2 separate regions of the Rattus norvegicus genome follow, and region 2 is linked to region 1. A link is a contact called in public Hi-C data. All regions are on one chromosome and are shown on one strand. The core of a region is the stretch at or near the end of the contact, and the rest is flanking DNA. Distances in the headings are between cores, read along the strand shown.

The links. Hi-C and Micro-C count contacts between places; a contact is called where the count stands out from the background.
Region 2: a Hi-C map of liver shows a contact between it and region 1, with 3 times the contacts expected there. The contact joins the promoter of Cgn here to the promoter of Rorc in region 1. A contact is called at or near these places in 2 of 12 Hi-C or Micro-C datasets (both in liver).

The regions. Positions count from the first base shown.
Region 1 is chr2:184,695,867-184,702,982 of GRCr8, forward strand. It overlaps Rorc (RAR-related orphan receptor C), which reads left to right and starts at 2,955. Exons shown (of 11, transcript NM_001427272.1): 1 at 2,955-3,048; 2 at 5,167-5,196. The coding sequence starts at 3,009.
Region 2 is chr2:185,020,553-185,027,668 of GRCr8, forward strand. Cgn (cingulin) reads right to left here and starts at 3,083. Exons shown (of 21, transcript NM_001427774.1): 1 at 2,982-3,083. LOC134485648 (a long non-coding RNA gene) reads left to right here. Exons shown (of 3, transcript XR_010063867.1): 3 at 1-897.

The sequences.
Region 1 (7,116 bases), core at 1,705-4,204:
AGACAGGGGTGAGGGGGTGGGAGGGTTAGGCAGGAGTGGGAACTCCAAGGAAGGAAAATCCCCAGAACCTACTCTGCTCTTTACCGCTGAGTAAAGCCCAAGGTCACAGCCAATAGCAACAGTACACTCGCTATGGCCACCGTGGGAGGAACTAATAGTTGAAGCTGTTGGAACAGTTCCTCCCGTGGGCGTGATCTCCCGATAGCTGGGACCTCGGAGAACTCTCTGGTCATGGTGTCCGTCTGAATAGGAACCTCCACCCAACCCCCATGCTGGAGGCAGTGGCCAAAAGCTGGGTAGGATGGCTTATGCCTGTAATCTCAGCACACGGTAGTCTGAAGGAACTGGACTGCCATGAACGTTCAAGGCCACCTCAGACTACAGAGTGAGGTCATCTTAGCAACACAGCCAGAAGGAATGAATGTTCTGAACGCTTAAATGAATGGGCAGCCTGAAAGCAAGCAGCTCTCAAGCAGGACCCTGTCTTCCCAACCCCCAGTCGTTTCCTGAGCACTCACGGGGGTCATGAATGGTATATGAGAGAAGCAGCCACTCTGGCAGTGTCAGGCAGTGTCTGCCGCTGCATACTGTGTGCGCCATCTGCAACCATTCCTAGGGGCCATTTGAAGGAGGGGCCATCTGGAAGGCCTTGAGACCCAGAATCACCAAGAGAAAGGATTAGGTCAATGATGCAGGTCTGTAACCCAAGTACACCCAAGGCTGAGGTACCATTGTGAGCTGGAGGTCACCCTAGGAGAACATACTTTAAGAAAAAAAGAGAGGGTGGGGGAAGCTGGAGAGATAGTTCAGCAGTTAAGAGCACAGGCTGCTCTTCCAGAAGGACCCAGTTTCAATTCCTAGCAACCATACGGTGGCTCATAATCATCTATGACTCCAGTTCCAAGGGATCTGATCTTTTTCTGTGCCCCATAATAAACCAGGTACACAAATGGTGCACAGATAAACATGCAGGCAAAACATCCATACTATAAAGAAATATTAAATTAAATGAAAATGAAAAACAAGAACAAAAAAAATTAAGAGAGATGGAAGAGAGAGCTGGTGAGGCACAGAAAACAGTGATGGACAGACAGGTGGACTCTTTCAGGAGCCCAAAAGAGCAGGAGGGGATAATTCTGGAGTAAGGGTAATCAAGTGAGATCCCCTTCCTTTGAACGCCCCAGCCTTTTCCAGGGCATCTTTCTAGCTCTGTTCCTAGGTGTGGGGGCCACCACCAGAACTTTGCCTCTTCCTCGAAAGCTCTCCAGACTGGCATCATTTTCTGAGCAGAAAAGTATACATGGGCCTGTTTACCGAAGACCACGAAGTCTGAGGAGATGACCTAGTTAGTGAAGTGCTGCATGAGGCCCAGAACCCACATAATAAAACTGGGGACGGTGGGTGGTAGGTAAGTGTTTGTAGTCTCAGCAATGGGGTGGTGGAAACCAGCACCTCCCCAGGGCTCACTGGCCAATCCGTCCGGCCAATATGGTGAGCTCTCTGTTCCATGAGAGACCCTGTCTCAAAAAAGAAAAATAAAATTAGGTAATGGGTAATTGAGGAAGACACTAGATTTTAATCTCTACCCTCCACAGACACATACTCACAGGTGTACACACATCCACATACATGTACACACACACGAACATGTATGCATACAAAGGGCATGAACACAAAGCCTCAAAGGTCCTCAAAAGCCATCCTACACCCCAACGCTTTTCAGTCCCCCTGGGGCTAAGAAAGGCTATTTCTCCTCATCTCTGTCTCTGAGGCTTAGGGAAATCAGCTCCCTAGATCTTGGGTGCCACTGGAAGCAGAGTGTGACGCTCCAAGGAGGGCCAAGGGTGGAGTGCTGGGAGCGAAGGGACAGCTGCCTGCCCTCTCCATGCCAGGTGCCACGTGCACCAGGTGGAGGGAGTGGGCGAGTCACGAGGCCCTGGCGTGGTCGGCTCCTGCCCTGCTGTTTACCAGCTGGAGAAAGCAGGAGGAGGGGCTGGGAGCCTCCCGCTCACAGCCTGGACCCTAGCCAGCCGTTGTTGGGTAAGCAGGAAAGCCAGGCCCAGCTAATCAAACTCTGGGCTGAGTACGTGCCCGAACTGTAACATCCAATATCCACAGAAGCCTTGGCTCTTGGCCCTCCTCAGGCTCCAGTGCAGGCCTTTTTGAGAACAGATCTAGTCGGGGGCGGGGGTGAAGTAGGGAGGAGCGAGAACGCGAAGGGTGGCGGGGCTCTCAACTTGGTGGTCCAGTACAGTTCCTCTTCTCTCCCTCCTCTGCCCCTCTCCTCTCAATTTGCTCCTCCTCCTGCACACATCCCTCACCCCACCAGAAGTATAGGAAGCACCTAGAAGCCAGGAAAATCCAGAGGAGGGCAGCAGGGAGTGAGAGAGAGGCAAGAGGCAAAGCAGGTGTGCGCTGGGGGAACCCAAGCTGCAGGGAAATGTGATCCCATCCTGGAGATCAGTCGTCGTCGTCGTCGTCGTCGTCGTCGTCGTCGTCGTCGTCTCCCCTCCCCTCCCCCACACACACAACACTTGCTATCTTTTCTCCTTACTCTTCCTGTCTCCCCTTCTTGCCATTCTATCTTCTGTCCTTAAGTCACAAAGACCCAGGTTCAAATCCCAACTCAATCGCGAATTGCCCCGGTGAATTCCTTGACAACAGTGGGTTAATGCTTATGAATGATCAGACTTGCCTGTAAGAGTTATCATGTGGACTTCCAAAAAAACATTCTGATTTACCTACAAGGCCTAACAGACTCAGCACACGGTAGGTAATTAATAAATACTAGCTCCCTTTCACCTGCTTTTCCTCAAGACTCCAGACACTGGTCCACTGCTCTCTCCCTGAGTCCCCTCCTGTGCCAGGACACTCTGCCAGCCACTCCTTTCCCCTGCCTGCTGACGGGCCAGGTGCTCCCTCCCTCTTCCCTCCTCCCTCCCCTGGGCCCTGCTCCCTGCCCTCCTGGGCAGCCAGGGCAGCAAGGACGGCACCAAGGGAGCTACCCCATGGACAGGGCCCCACAGAGACACCACCGAACATCTCGGGGTAAGAGACCTAAAGCCCTGAAGGCAGGTGGAAGGGACTGTCAGGAGACTCAGAGGAGGGGAGGGATGGGAAGAGACTGGGAAAGAACTGTAAGAAGAGAGGTGAGCAGAGGGGAGACCGACTGGCAGGCAAGAGCAGAACGGCGGGACAGGTCGAGTCTTTACATAACTGTAGGGAAATAGGAAGAGTGCCTACGGCAACAGCAGGAGGAGGCCTAGGAAGGCAGGGAGCGCAAGAAGGAAGAGACAGGTTGGAGTGGGGGCAGGAGGGAGGAGCTGTGTTAGGGAGGCCTGATCGAGAGAAGGATGGGAACGGGCTGGCTCCCAGGTACAAGCAGGCCCCTCCCTGCCACAGAACCGTGGGCCGTATGACTGGAAGGATAGCTCTCCACCTTCCTATTCATTCACAAGTGGAGTGCCCCGTCTGTCGTTATGGGGCGGGGGCTGAGGGCGGGGGCCTGGGGGAGAAGATGCAATTGCACCCTGCCAGCTGCTCCAGCCCATCGGTCCCACACTTTCCTTCAAGCTGGTCCACGCACAAAGTTTTATCTTTGTAGTGTGAGGCACCAGTGGAGCACAGGAAGAAGGTACTGGGGGAACAGTCCACCAATGGCGTGAGGAGGGAGCCCTTCAGAACAGGACAGCCCCTCCCTCCCATGCTTGTCAGCTGGGAACCTAGAGAGAGTGATCGACAGAAGTACCAGCTTCTAGGGCCACTAGAGAAGGGCCCCGGGGTAGGGGTGGGGGCCAACAAGGGGAGTGTCCCTCTGCAAGACTTCTCTCTGAATTACAAAGCTGGAGGTTGGACAAGGGTGCCACGTCAGGGAGGAAACTGAGTAGGGCCAGACAGGATTAGAGGGAGGTGGGCATGGCATGAGGCCACACCCTCTCTGGGCAGGCCTTCCCCTCCCCCACTTGGGGAACCAGGGTACCAGGCCCCATTTACTATCATGGCGATGAAATGAAGGAAGCCTGGCTGCAGGGTGCATCTCCTGGCAGAGGGACAGTGAAGGAAAGACAGGAGACTTGCGTGCCGGGCTTAGACAGCAGAAGGCAAAAAGTAACAGAAAGGAATCAAAGGTTAGGGACATTACAGGCCAGGCTAATGGACTTTCTGGAACCAAAGACTGGCCCTAGGCACTGTGGATATAGGAAATGGAAGAGAGCCTCTTTTGCCAAGAGTTCCCTCTCTAGGTGTTTCCCAAATACTGACTGCCTGCTGACTTCATCCCAAATACATGGGCAGCCCTGTAACTCTGCAGTATCCATGGCTTTCCCCTTAGCAGCTGCTCCCCTGGACAGCAAAACATTTCTGTAAACCTCCATGAACCGTTGTGCCTCCTACTGTCCGTCCGTCCGTCCATCCAATACTGTCCAGACCCAGACCCAGCAGAGCAGCAAGGAAAAGGGATCTTCCTTCTACAGGCTTGTGAAGCGCACAGTGGTGGCCAGAGAGGGTCTGTCCACAGCTCTGCCCTCTTCCACCCCTCCCCATCTATTCCCAGCCCCACACCTCTGCAACTCCCCCATGCTTCCTGGCAGAGATAAGCAAGCAAAAGACTGCATTCTTTCTCTCAGGGACTTAATCTGGGTGCAGAATATTTGTGTACCTCACATGCACCAGATACTAGAGGGTTCTTGCTGTTCCCCAGAGCAGCAAGCCGAACGAGACAGACAGAGGCTCTGTGTCCAGATGGCTTACAATCTAGAAGGGACGGTGGCACACCTAGGACAGTTGTCTGCTACGTCAGGTGCCAGGGAACAATGCACAGTGCTGGCTGAGTGAACCCCAGGGCAGGGGAGAGGGCAGGGGAGGCTGCTCCAGAGGAAAAGAGAGACATCGGAGACCTAGCTAAATGAAGGTATGGGTGGGAGGCAGAGTGTGGTGTGGGGAAGTCCTGGAGGCAGAGAGGAGTTGGGTGCTTTCGGGACCTGGAAGAGGGCCAGTGTGGCCAAAGGGCAAAGTGATGGCTCTGCCAAGGGGCCCAGCTTCTCAGAGGCCAGGCAGTGCTGGGGGGAAACTGGGGTAGGGAGGGAGTCAGTAACTGGGGGAGTTTTTGGCTTCCCCCCCTCCCCCTGCAGGGTTTCTGTTGACTGACACCCCCCCCTCCCTTTACAGAGTTGCTGGCTGCAAAGAAGACCCACACCTGTGAGTAGGGGTTTGGGCCAAGGTGGTACTGGGTATGGCAAAACTGTTCAGTTCGGAAGCCATGAGTAAAGGAACAACCTGGGCCTGGACAGAAGTGGAAGAGTCAGCCTAAGACTGCAAGGCCCAAGAGATGAGGGCCAAAGGAAAAGATTTACAGGCCAGGACAGAAAAAGAAGAAACCCAAGGAGTGCCAAGTAACAGGCATAGAAAGAAAAGGGGAACTGGGAAAGAGGAGGGCAGAGTGCTGGACAGAGCCTCAGCTGCTGGGCCAGGCCAGGGAGGAGGTGTAAGGCCACCCAGCCTCTGAATTAACTCAGCAGCCACAATGGGAGGCCTGGGAGCGTGCCCAGGGCTTTGTGGTGGCAGAGCCAGGTTTGGTGTTCATCTCTGTGGTTAACACATTCTGAGGTGTGAGCAAGCCTGGAACGAGGCTCTGCAGAACCAGAGAGCAGGAAAGCTGGTCTCTGTACAAGGAATGGACAGAGACACTGTTTCCTGGGGTCCTGAAATCCTCAGACTACAGTGTATGAGGAAGAGACTAGAGTTCCAGAAGGGCTTCCCAATGGACGCAAACATCTTGTCTCTGGCCATTGCAGCACCCCCAATCCAGCCACATAGAGAGAGGCTATTCTCCTACAAAATGTGTCCATTCCACCAAAGTCCTGCCCAGGGGAGTCGTGCATACCCTCAGCAGCTTGGGGGCACTCTGGAAAAGACACAAGCATGGTCATTAAGTTAATGGTGACAATTTCATCAGGAGGGGTCACCTCTACCCCTCCATCACACACTCATTGGTTGCCCACCAATCCCTCCCACTGCCAAAGACATCTGCGGCCTTCCTGTCCCAGCATCCTTCCTCCCTGAGCTTGGGGGCTCCATCCTCCTGGGGGGTCAGAGCTGCTTGGCTCAGCATAATCCTGATCACCTCGTGTGTGTTCGCCACAGGGCCCCACGGAAACACTGAGCGGGGCCTGGGAGGAAAGCGAGTCAGAATGACGCAGTCAGACTGGGGGAGGGGACCAGGGACCACATTGGGGGAAGAGGGGGACTTTTGGAGAGTGGAAACTGGGAGAGACCAAGCCAAGCTTTTAGATCTGCCTCCCATCCTTGTAGCCCCTACCATGTGTCCTCCTGAGGCTGGTCACCCTCATCCATCCAATGTCCAACTCCCAAGCCTGCAGACAGAGCTTTTTACTAGCCAGCAAGATTGAAGACCTCTCGAGGAGGTTGGTCCAGACACTGAGATCCACTCCCCAACCCCAGGCCAAGAAAATAAAAACTGCCTCCCAAGTGAAATAACCTCAAGAAAGGAGTCCAAGCTGAGAAACCTAGGGGGCACACCCAGACCAAGTGGGGGCCTAATAACTAGGGGACCAGAGGGGAATCTCCAAGGCTGAGGTACCCCACAGAGCAGATGGAAAGCAAAGGGGCCCATCGATAGGAAACTTCACAGAAACCTGCACAGAAACTCAAGGGCCAGGAGACTGGACAGTCTGAGACACACTCGAAATCAAACCTGAACCAGAGACAACCTCCTGCCCCTCAAATGGATCTGAGGTCACTCTGCCTGGCCTTAAACCCTTACTCAACCATTCACTATGGTGTGATCTTGTGCAGGTTACTTAATCTCTCTGTGTCTCACCCTCCTTGTCTTTGGGATGGGATAGTAGTTATTACATAAAGTGTTTTATGGGCCTCATGAAATCCACCCAGAACTGAATCATTCCCAACACACTGCTGTTAAGAGGATGAAGATGGTGGCTTCACTCTCTGTGTCCCAGACTAGCAGTCTTGCTCCCATAGGACCAACGGGTATTTACCTAATGATACTGCAGCTATCACTTCCTCAGCCCAGGATAGCATCATGTGTAGGAGGAATGCCGTGTGGTGAGGGTTCAGCAGCCTCCAATTGTACCACAC
Region 2 (7,116 bases), core at 1,833-4,332, 320 kb after region 1:
ACATGATTTATTCATGATAAAGTTCTGCCCTGTCAGGGATATCTGCAGATCTTCCAGCTCAGGTCAAGGAACTCCAGTGGAGGCACAGCAAAGTGCCCAACCCCTTGGGCCAGAGGTCCAGACAATGCAGGAGTGCTCTCCATGATCCCCTAGGTTCTGAAGACCCCCTTCCTCTGACTTCAAGCACTATCAGATCCTCGACCTATGGGTCAGAGGCCAGAACTGAGAGATCTTTAGGGTGGGTCAGAAAACAGAGCTCTAAATGATTCAACACGGAAAACCCGAAACCTACCCGCCTTCAGTTACAGAGGACAGTGGGGTGGGGCCACGGGAGCAGGGCAGCTCCAAGAACTTGCATAAGCCCTAGGCAGGTAAACAATGATCAAGACCAACACGAAGTCCGGGCCTGGACTCTCACCAGATGCCTGACCCTCTTTTCCCTCCCTGGCACATGCCCAGGGCATTTCTCACCAACTGTACTCTGGGAAAAGACCAGGACAGAAGTTAATTCAGCGCCATCTGTCTGCCTCTGCCCTTTCTGCCTGAGCACAGGGAGAAGGCACACTACACCTGTACCAGACAGCCACTTCTTCCTGAGTTACTCATTAGCCTGCCCTGCCCCAATTCCATCACCTCTGGCCCAGCCATACGCATCTGGCTTCCAACTAGGAGTGACAGGGTCCCTGGACTTCTGGCAGGAAGTGAGTGAGGATGGGGGATGGGGTGTTTCGGGTGTATGGAGGAAGGGCTGATAGACACAGGGCCAGGCAATGTGCAGATATTGAATAACCAGAACATTTACAAAGTGGACAAACTAAAACAAACAACAACGAACGGCAATTAGAACCATCTCAGTGGTAACAAGAAAGCAAGTAAATGGTGAAAATAAGAACGGAACGCTCAGGGACCTTATCATTTGATAAGAAGGCTCCTTGTAGGCACAAACAGAACTCCCAAGTGGACTCCAGACCATATTCACTGGAAAAGCAGAAACCTGAGAGCCAACTAGAGCTGCTTGGCCAGTGGGGGTAAAACACAATGAAGAACTGGGCCCTTACAAACTGGCTGAACTGGTTTGAGAGGCAAAGAGAAGGGAGGGCCCGGAAGGCTACACTGGAACCTTGCAGGTCCCCACTAAAGTCAGAGGGACAAGACCAAGAGTGGAAGCTCGGTCCAGCCGATAGGCCAAGGCCGAGGTTCTGGAGGAGGAGGAGGCAGAAGGTGGGGAGGAGACAGGAGTTACAGATGCACAAAGAACTTGGTGACAAGCCAGTGTGTGACAGGAACTTTGTCTCCCTCCACCACTCCCTCTCAAGTTCCCAAAGCAGCATTCCTGGTCTTACACTTACCTCCGTCAACTCCCAGGCCCTTGGTTCCCCCCTCCCTGGCACAAAGAGAAGCAGCCCTACCCCCTCTTCTCCCACAAGGGTAAGGGCAGGCAAGCCAGTCTGGGAACCACAGGAAGCCAGAATCCTCTTAGAATCAGGCAAATCTCTGAATCGGCAGGCCCCAGAGCCAGACCCATACTCCCAAATACTCAGGATGAAAGGAACATGTAGGCAGCTTGTCTACAAACATAGCGGTTGCTAATTATTTCCCAATTATAGCAACTGTCTTCAGACAGAGCATCAAAGGGGCCAAGCTAAGGTTGACTCTGCTTCCACTGCTGCCTAAGGCAAGGAAATTCACCTCAGAAGTTGTCTGGTGCCCAATATATACCTCTTATGTGGCCTAGGAATGTGGAGGTGTAATTCCCCTAGTCTTTTGGTCTCCTAGGGAGTTCTATGTTTCTGTATCACTAGTACTAGTCTGCCAAAGATCATGAATCAGGGATGCCTACTAGGGTTTCAGGGAATCAGGATTCTGTGAAGCGGCAAGGAAATTAGCTGCACTCCCAGATCTCACCAGTGTCCCCCAATCTGGAGGAGGAGAAAGAGGAGGAGGAGGAGGAGGAGGAGGAGGAGGAGGAGGAGGAGGAGGAGGAGGAGGAGGAGGAGGAGGAAGAGGAAGAGGAAGAGGAAGAGGAGGAGAAAAAAATATATATATGAAAGATTTTACATCAGCCTCAAGAAAGAAGACTATTTCTAGATGGGTGTGGTGACATAAACCTGGCCAGGGTAATCCTGGCCCTGGGAGCTGAAGCAGACCACCAGTTCAAGGCCAGCCTCAGCTATACGGCAAGTTCAAGGCTAGCATAGGCTATGTGAAACCCAGTATCAATCCTCGTTTCACATCCCCGAGAAAGCAAACATTTTCAGCTATTTTGTGGGTTCAGGGATTTATGCTTCTCCATTCCCCTCTCTTGAAGATTACACGCAGTTCTTTCTAGAGGAAAAAGGAAAAATTTTTCCCTGGCATGAAAGCAAAGAAAGAAACAGCCTTAAATAATCTCACACCTAGGAAAGAGACTGGTGCCCTCGTATTCTGACCTAAGTGTCTTACTGGCAACTGCTTTCACCTGTAGGCAAATGGTCAGCGAATTATCCCACATTTCAGAGCATTTCCAAAGCCAGAAGGAGAGTGTCAGAGACCAGTAAGGTCTGACAGGGGGTGGGGGTAGTCACCCCCCAAATCAAGCACATGCGGGTATCATCATTTTAGTATCTGAACCTCTGACGGCACTTCCATTTGCTCCAATAGAATGAACCCTCCCCCGCCCCCATGCTGGTCTCCAAGAGAAATTCTGCCCCAAGGGCTGGCGCCTGACCTCCAGAGATTGTAGCGCTGAAATGCATGCATGCCCTGGGAATAACCTTACCCTCAGGTGCCTCACACCTGGCACCTTCCCAGCCACTCGTTTCTGGCACTGTGGAGTAGGGGTCAGCCCGTAGTTCTGCCACCGCACTCTGACCGCCCTTCCTCCTAAACTCAGCACCTGTGCCCAGGAGGAGGGCATTTGATGCCTCCACTCCGCCCCTCAGGCATACTCCTGAGGGCTCACCCGCATCGCAGGTGACCTGGCTCGGGGCAGATTCACTCACCCGGGTCTTGATCGGTACTCCCGGGCTCGCACACCCCGCAGGGGCTCGCGCTCTGTCCTCCCGAGCTGCACGCGCCGCTGCAGCCCAGCCCCTCGGAGCTCTGAGCTCCCTCCTCTCCCCCGCCCACCAACCTGTTACTCCTCAGGAGCTCCGCCCCATTGGCCGTCACCTCCCGCCCCGCCTCACCCCTCCTTCTATTGGTCAGTTTCCCGCAAGGGGCGGAGCAGACACCGCGGGAACCCAGAACCGGGGTCCCCAGCCCGGTGGACGGGAGGGGCGGTGGGGTCACGTGGGCTGGTGGGCGGGGGCGGGGCACGGGGGGACCTAAGAGGCCATTTTGGGGGCGTCGGGGCTTTGCGGACCCTGGTAGCTTAGCACCAGAGCATCCCCTGGGTTCTGTGGGAAATGCCTACCGAGTGCTCTTCTCAAAGCAAATCTCGGTTCACAGCCCTTTCTGCCCTTCATCTGCCTCCGCATAAGCCGGAATACTGTTCTGTCGCTTTCCGCAGAAAATTTCTTCGTAGTCTCCGGACGTCAGCACGTCCTGCATCTCTGCTCGCCTGCCTTATCAGCAATCTGAACCAGAACCCCAGTCCTGGATTCTCATCCTCGGGCTCCTGGCCTCCACAATCATTTGCACCCTTTTTTCTTTGTAGTATGAAATCACCTAATTTACATCATCCTAAAAATCATTTTCATCGTTTTGTCTCCCTATGAAAAGCTCGGCCAAAGCCGAGAGCTTCATTTTCTTTTGTTTTGTACGCTTCATCTCAAACGCCTATAACAGAGGTCAGCACTCTTGGCTCTTAATAAAATACGTGTAGAATGAATGACTTGGGAACCTAGTGCTGTAAATTTATACGCATCAGAATAACCTCTATAAGCAGAAAGGGACTCAACCACAGATTGTAAATCCACCTTTTTTGAAAGCCTGTCAAGTAGGGCTTTTGGTCCCACTACACCGAAAAGACTCTGGGGTGCTTTTGCCTGCAGACTGAGGCAGGTAACATTAAAGCTGGCTCCTAATGTTAACCGCTGAGGTATGTTAAAAAGAAGATTGGCTTAGCTTACCTTGCTGGCCTCTGAATAGTTCTCTCCTTTATTTGTTCGGTAAATATTTATTGTAATATATTGAAGAGGAATCTTCGATACAGCTAGCATTTCCGTGGCGTTAGCTGGAGATCATTCCCTTCCCCTCCCCCAGCCTTTAGATGCTGGGCGTGGACCCTGGAGGGGAAAGTCCACCTACCTGTTCTGTAGCTGGGTTGCTAGGTCTCTGCATTCCAAGAGAAGCCTTCTATAACGGATAGAGCCCTAAGGAAGAACAAGGAGGGAGAGGGGGTGGGGGGAGTGAGAGAATGAGAAAATGTGCAGTTTGGCGACCTTCTGCAGAGGTGGTGTCCCTCCTGGATCAGGTTACTTCTAGACCAAAGAGTGGTTTGGAAAAGAGGTTTTAAAAATAACTAAACAAACAAACAGACTGATGAATTGACCCAAAAGAGAGAGAATCTATCCTGGTGCACACCTTTGATCCTAGCAGAAAGTTTAAGGCCAGCCTGATCTTCAAATTAAGTTCCAAGCCAACCAGAGGTACACCATAGGGGAGGATGTCACAGAAAGACACTAAAATGATACCCCCCCCCCACTTAAATAAAAGTGAAAACCCCTTTTCTAGAAAAGTAGTTGTGAAAGAAGAGAGAGTTGAAGAGAGAGTAGATAACTTTAAACGCCAGGTTGCTGGACCTACCTGCCACAGAGAAAAGTGATTTATTCTCTTCGAGGCTGAAAATACAAAAATTTTGGAGCTGTTGAAATTATCTATAAGCCAGGAGTGGGGGGTGGCATGATAGGGGCCAGGGGGAAAGCACAATTTGCTTACTGGAAGGTCTCTTTTCAACCCAATTGAGGTGTCACCCAATGTGAACTTTTAGAAAACAGGTAAGGTTTTATATACATACTTACAGGGATCATTCCTATGTTCATACTAGAGAGATTTCTCTTAATTGTGCAGATCAAGAAAAAGAAAGGAAACAGGGGGGTTGGGGATTTAGCTCAGCAGTAGAGTGCTTGCCTAGCAAGGCCCTGAGTTTGGTCCTCAGCTCAGGGGTGGGGGTGGGGGCGGGGGTGTCAGTGGTCTTTGGTTCAGAAGTGTTTGCCTAGCATGTGTGGAGGATTTCTCATTAGAGAGATATTACCTGTCATGTCTAAGGCTCTAGGTTCAACCAGTTGGAGGAAGGGTGTCACAGGGGAGCACCTGCCTAGAAAAAAAGTAGCTGGAGAAAGATGCATGGAGACAGGAAAGTGTCCGGTGGCCAGGAGCAGGAAAACACACTTGCTGAGGGAACCAGAAGGAGTGGGAGCCCATAAGGTGAGCACAGAGACCAGGACATAGTGGGAAGATAAGGGGTGTTAAATACTTAAATAGATAAACTGTACAGTTTATATGTAGCCCAGGATGACCCTCTCCATCCTCCAATCTCAGCCTCAGAGCCATGAAGTTGCAAGATTATACCAAGACACCCTACTTACTGAAGGCTTCAGAGCAAGACAGCTGAGGCCTGGCAGAAGGGTAAGGTAGGGCTATATGACATGCAATAGTAAGACTTGATTGAAGCAGCCAGCCTTGTCCTAGGGCAGTGCAAATCGAAGATGGGAGGAGAAAGACCACTGACCCAAACCACCTTGGCTAAACTAATTAAAGCAAGCTTTTTTATTCGTGAACATGGACTGACTCCCCTTGGCAGGGTTTGAGAGGTCAACATTGGATGTGGGAGATGAGACAATGCTTTTTATAGACCAGGGGCAGGGGAGTCCTAAATGGGGGATTTGGTGGACAAAATAGGCTGAGTTATGGGAGCAGAACATAACAAGTTAGTTCCTTCTGAAACAAAGATGTGGTTGCAAGGTGGGCATAACAAGGTCATCATACAACCTTACAAAACAGAGGTAGGGTTGCAAGATGGTTATAAACAACTTTTTGGAACAAAGGCATGATTGCCATTCCTGGAGCAGGCAGTACAGAACCACTAGGGTTGTGGGGGAGGGGGGCATACCCCAGTCCTTGAGAGACAGATTTAATCATAAGCAGGAGCAAACCTAGTTTGTCTTTACAATGAGAGGGCTTTCAAGCCCGAGATGGAGGCAGGATGGTTCCTCGGGACAGGAGACCACTACTGAGAAACATTTTCAGGATGTTTATCATTGTTTGTTCAGCTCTTGAGTTTTACTTACATAGTTTATTGTGATTATTATTTATTTATTTTTTGGAAACAAGAGTCTCATGATATAAGGCAAGCTTCAGACTCACTATGTAGCTCAGGCAGGTCCTGACTTCATGACAACCCTGCCTCTTCCTCCTGGGTACTTGGACTACATCATGCCTAACTAAATGCATAGTCTTTAGCAATAATAGTTTATTAAAACATGCTTTTCCTGATGGAGTTGAATTTCTATTCTTGGTGTGGCTAGGAAAGATAATTAAATATGGTCACAGATGAACCAGGCACATAATCCTACCAGGCAGGAGACTGAGGCAAGAAACCTGCCACAAACTCAGTGCCAGCCTGGATTACATAGTAAGCTCTGGGCTAACCTGAGCTCCAGAGTGAAAATGTGGTAGTTTGAATGAGAATCACCTCTGTAGGTTCATATGTTTGAATACTTGGTCCACAGTTAAGTGAAACTGTTTGGCAAGGATTAGGAGGTGTGGCCTTGTTGGAGGAAGTGTGTCACTGTGGACAGGGTTTGATGTTTCCAAAGACTCTGGCCACTCCCAGTGTATCTGTCTATGCTTCAAGCCATGAATCGAGATGTGAGCTCTTGGCTCCAACATGGTGCCTGCCTGCCACCATGCTCCTCACCATGATGGCCACACTGACTGACTTTAACCCTTTGAAACCGTAAGGTCCAGATAAACTCTTCAGTAAGTTGCCTTGGTCATGGTATCTTATAGCAATAGAAAAATAACTAAGGCAGACCCTATCTGGAAAAATAAAGGCAGGAGGAGGATAGAGGAGTTGGGAAGGAAAGGAAGGAAGAGAAGGAAGGGGAAAGGAAGAACAGGTCACAGTAGTACTTCATATGCTCCTCCAACTTTGGGGTCCAGGACCTCCAAGGGTCTCCAGATGGCATTTCC